Regions from separate parts of the Gossypium hirsutum genome. Here region 1 is linked to region 2. Evidence: chromatin contacts called from public Hi-C data. All regions are on one chromosome and are shown on one strand. Each heading gives the region's core, a stretch centred on a gene start, on an enhancer-like site or on the middle of the called end of the contact. The rest is flanking DNA. Distances are from core to core; before and after follow the strand shown. Region 1 holds the start of LOC107900433 (auxin-responsive protein SAUR50). Region 2 has its middle 21 kb from the start of LOC107902024.

Evidence for each region. A called contact is a pair of places that touch in the nucleus more often than the background predicts.
Region 1: a contact with region 2 is called in a Hi-C map of leaf, with 5 times the contacts expected there. The contact joins the promoter of LOC107900433 here to the enhancer-like site in region 2. A contact is called at or near these places in 15 of 34 Hi-C or Micro-C datasets (anther, callus, cotyledon and 3 more).

What each region holds. Positions count from the first base shown.
Region 1 is chrD12:4,315,178-4,317,877 of Gossypium_hirsutum_v2.1, forward strand. It overlaps LOC107900433 (auxin-responsive protein SAUR50), which reads right to left and starts at 1,410. Exons shown (of 1, transcript XM_016826031.2): 1 at 660-1,410. The coding sequence starts at 1,316. The coding sequence ends at 1,002.
Region 2 is chrD12:4,280,943-4,283,642 of Gossypium_hirsutum_v2.1, forward strand. No RefSeq gene overlaps it. Among protein-coding and RNA genes, the nearest start is that of LOC107902024, 21 kb to the left of the region's middle. Within about 2 kb of position 1,394, at least 1 of the 9 cell types and tissues checked has an H3K27ac peak or open chromatin away from gene starts, as enhancers often do. A contact at or near this core is called in leaf, where this site is marked.

The DNA.
Region 1 (2,700 bases), core at 160-2,659, 34 kb after region 2:
TAACCTTAGCAAACCCCATTCAATAGTTACCCAACTCACTAAGATATACACCAACTGTGAGATTGTTATAAGTTATACACTAATGTAGCAAATCTCCATCTAAGTCTCCTAGCTTCTTTCAAATCACATAATTGTGGTATTTGCCTTACATGTATCTGATTTTGAGATTTATTTAATAAGAGTAATCTCCTATGAATATTTATCAAATTTATGAATTAATATAGGATTAAGTAATTATTAATTAACTTAAAAGACTTTCACAAATTAGAGAATAAAAGTAGGGATTATTTTGATTTAATTTGAAAAAAATTATTTGTGATATGTAATATTTTGATTTTCTAAAATCAAATCCACAATATTATTATTTGATCAAGGTTCAAATTGTTTTTTTTTATATATATATATAAAATTATTTTTTTCAGTCCTAAAGCGAACCTTGTGATCCGTACTTGCTTAGGTACCCACATTCTCTGACAACACATGTTGCTGTCGAGTGTGGAAGCACATTCACACTCTCATGTTTTCTTTCCCTTGTATGTCCTTCACTTGATTAGACTAGGATTCAGATCGTACAAATGACATTGTTATTGATACTAATCCCATAATTTGCATGGGAACTAAACTGTGGGATGAAATAAAGAAAGGAGAGATGGAGGTTGTGAAGTTAAATAGGTTGATTTATATATCTTCTTGCTTTCCATAACATTCAACATCTCTCACACATGGGTTAAGATTAATCCACCATCTGTCTGTGAGGAAACAAACTTAATTTGTACAAATTCATCTAAACCCAGAAAAAGTTTATAATTCTTGGGCTAAGTTAGATTCACTACTAACTACTTAAACACGCACAAAAAAAAACCCAAGTTAATGGGTTCAAAATAGTAAAGCCTAATAAGAGGGGTGAAGAGAAGGACGTTAAAAAAAGAGAAGCTAGAAAGCTTCTTTTTGGCCATCATTCTCCAAGCCAAGCCCCATCGTTTGACGACATTAATCAATGTTTATCGAAGCATAGAAGTGAGAGAGCGAAAAACGACTTCTTCACAAGGGATGGTAAGGCCCATATCGTGGTTAAAACCAAACTCTTCTTCAGCTCGTTGAAGCAAGCATTGGAATTCAGGGTGAGTCAAGAAGGTGATAGGGACAATGTATCTGCTTCGGTTTTCGCCAACATAAACGGCGAAATGACCTTTGGGAACGTCAAGAGGGAGTCCATCTTCGCCGTACCCATGTTTCTTGCCTAAGCTTGAACATCTCTTCAGAATTTGCTTCAGAACAGCAGTTTGTGGCAGTTTGGACGACTTTCTCATAGCCATTGTTGCTGCGGCACTGCAAGCGAGAAATGGAGGGTTGAGAGGGGGGGAGGAGATAAAGCGGTATTTATTTAACAAGAGAGATCATGTGGAAGAGAAAGGAGGGGGGGGGGGGCCGAGGGATCATGTGCGACTGTGGGGGCAAAGCTAGCTACAGAAGGAAGTACCACGGGTGTTATCTATATATTTAGATTATAAAATACAAATAAGACACATAAATAAATTATAAAAAAAAATGTCTGCAAGCCTCTTCTTTTTCGCCCTGATTTGTAATCTTTCTAATTCCGTTTAATTATAGGGTAAATTACACCCAAAGTATCTAAACTATTAGTAAGTTTACGTTTTAGTCACTCAACTTCAAAAAGTTATAAAATAATCACTGAACAATTCAAAAGTTTTTATTTAAGTCATTGGGCTATTAATTTTTTTTAAAAAGTCTGGGTAGCGAGCTTTAAGCAGCAATTCGGCAATCAGTATAATGGATCAATACACATTAATGAGTGAAAGAACATACATTAAATCTAAGTTGATTACGATCAAAGTCAAAGATTGAAGAAGAAAGTTGTTTGAATTTTAGTTCACAAATTTGTAATGTTCAAAGTTGTTTCATGAAAATAAATTGAACTATAGAAGAAAAAGAGAATGAAAGCTTTCAATTGGTGAAAGCGGTGTGAACAGATAAGGCAATACGATAGCGATTTTAATTCTAATAACTTAAATAAAAAAATTTAAATAATTTAGTGATCATCTTATAAAATTTTAAAATTGAGTGATCAAAATATAAACTTATTTTTACCCATAATTATATTGTATCATCTTATGTGTGTCTCTCTCTACCTGAACTCACGGACCGATAATACGTGTACTATAGAGTACAACAGTTTTGTTGGTTTGGAATTTTGTGATTGTTTGGACTTGTGATTGCTGATTCTTAGTTTTAGAGACATTAAAAAATAAAATAAAATAACACTTGGTTGAGAGTCGCAGTAATATCCGGCTTTCAAATTGCAGAAACCCATGTGTTATTTACTGCTAGATTTGCAGGTTTTGACCGATGTTGCATTGTTTATTACATGGTCGGTGATGACTTAGTTGGTCATATCTTCATCAGGCATTAAGCCATAAAAACCCTTAGGTTTTGCTTAAAACCCAAAAGGAGCATGTTTCTAATGGCAATGAATTATCCAAGTGAAGCAAAGGATGAGAAACTGGGGTTTGGTTGGTGGATGCAACTGCTGCAGCTACATTTAATAAAAATGACAAGCTGCAGGTTGGGATGTGCAATGCAAATTAGGGCTGGGTTTGCATGTGGTCCTACTCCAATGTGTGCAAATACTTAATAGTTTTAGTTTTAGACGCAAAATGTTTACACTTGAATTGCGCATCA
Region 2 (2,700 bases), core at 144-2,643:
CAATTACAAGGTCTTACATATTTTGCGAATGATTCAATTTAATCCTCTATCTCGACATTTCGAAAAGTTAGAACTTAATTATAAATTATTTAGTGGAATGACTTCGTGACTAAATAAGTTTATAATTAATAGGCGAAAAGCTAGAACTTAATTATAAATTATGTGAACCCTAATTACATATGTTCAATTGGCCTCTCTGCTAGCTCATTGAAACTAAAAACGAATTGCATGTAGAACCAAATGAACATAAATGGATGGAAATAATGAAGTTAGAGAAATGTGTCACATTCACAAATGTATATGTTTTCTCATTGTGTATAGAAATTACTTGATATTAATTTATGGTTTTTGAATTATTATTTAATTAATTAGTCATTGTGAATCTATTGAATATGGAAATTAAATATATTTCCTTATAGATTATTTTACAATGAAGTTGTCATGACTTTAACGGAATTAGAATTAGGTTGAGAAAGTTATTAATTGGAAAGTTAATTTATCTAATTAAATTAATTAAATAAATAATATTTATTTGGGAAAATAGAAAATATGTATTGAGTTGGATTAAATTATAAAGTGTTGGGTTAAAAGTTCAGTCAGCACATATAATTGTATCCAATACAAGAGAGGCCCAAATCCTCTCATCATAAAAGAGGGGTAACATCCCTAGTATTATTTACTAGGGTGTGCAACTCACCCTATTCTACTTAGAATAAGACATTATTTTCTATTAAATAAATATTATTTGTATTTTATTAATTTAACCAAGATTCTCCTATCTCTCTCAATAAATAGATGACATTAGTAGAACTATTAACATAAGAGTTTAACAGAAGTTTCAAATATTGTTATTTTACAGGAAAGTAGTGAGAATTTATTTTTTAAGAATAAATTATATTTTTTAAGAATTACAATTCTACCGATTTCTATTAAGAGAGAATTGATTTCTTACTTAAAGTAATAAATCATTTCTGATTCTATGTTTGGTTCGTGATTGTTCAAACCCACGCTTGAAGTAATTCGTGATACAAGAATAGCGGGGAAGGTTGTTCGGGTGAAAGTTGAGAATGTGTAGGATCTGCCTCGCTCAAAGAACATATAGTTTTTAAGAAAAAATTATTATTATAAATATTACAAATCAATTCAATTTTTAAAATTTTCATTTTTGACTGAAACTAAAAATTATTTTTCTAAACTCAATTTTTCCGGCACATAAATCTTCCTTAAGCCGCTTATCACGCCCGTATGCCTTGATCTAACTTGTCCATTTTGCAGAACCAGCATATTAATATGATTATCAGAAAATGATTGTAAATCCAGAGACATCCCCCCTTCTACATCATAATCAAGCCGTCATTCCTGCCAACACAATCCACCACAAAACAACCTATCATGTTGGATTGTGTACTAGGACGGCCCATCAAACGAGTCTCACAGAAAAATACAACATCGGGAGTTGTGGTCACAAGCCTCTTTTGTCCAAGAATGCTGGATCCTAAGTATTTGAGTGAAAAACAATTTTCTTGTAAAAATCATTATTTTGGTTGGTAGGTGAGGAGAAAAAGTCCATCGTAGGCATGAATAAATAGCCTAAGCCCAAAATTTCATGCCCAATTTAAATTATTATATTTTAATTGTAAATTTTAAGATTTTTTTTGGCACTTCATACTGAAGAAATGGGAAATTACAGTCTATAAATCATTCAATAAATATTCGGGTGACCATATGTCATATGATGATAATTAAGCAGTTTTGAGTGTATGAATTTGTTAAAAAAGTTGATGGATTTTGACCAAGGTGCCTTAGTGAAGGTAAAACATGTTAGTTGCATCAGTAATAAATTTCTCTCTACACAAAATGTACAACTTCTAAACATGAGACCACGAATTGATTTCCATTTTTTGACATGTTTCTCGTTCGCTTTGCAACAAATATGCCTAAATGAAGATCAAACAAAAACAGAAGGGTTGGAATGCAGAAAAGAAAGCATCATTGACCTAAGCTTTAGGTCCTTCCGCCTATATAATCCGTCTCTATCAGTCAAGTCCTAATTTTTTTCAAGATAATTATTCATTTAATTTAATATATGAAATTTGAGCAAGATGTGTCAAACCAGCGGGTTTAGGTAGATTCCTATAAGACTTTTTTTTTTTTAATTTAGATTTGAATTTTTTGGTTCAGATTAATTTAGATTTGAATTTTTTCGAGTTTAAATTTTTTGGGTTCAAAAATTTTAGGATTTAGATAAGTTCAAGTCAAGTAGGCTCTGACGAATTCAAATAGTTTTGATATTTCTAAATTATAAATATTTTTAATTTTGAATGTAATAATTCATTTTATTTTTATAGTTAATAACACAATTCAAATTTATCTTATAAAATGTGTAGATTATATATATTTAATAGAGATCATGATAGTTGGTTCCAAGGCACCACGTGTCGAGCTTTTACAAGTGGGTCAGTGGTACATGACCAAGTGGTATGCCACTATAGGCCTAGGTAGGGTGACGATTGGACATACTTTTAATCATCTAGGATGGGACGTAATAGTTGGAGCCAGAGATTACGATTAATAAGTGGGGCCTTCATGAGTGTTAAGCTGAGGAGTGTTTCCGAGGGTGCATTCGAGGCGTTCACTTCACTAAGGGCTAGTTTCGCATTGCTTTTAAGAAGTGATTTTAAAAAGTATTGTGGAAAAGTG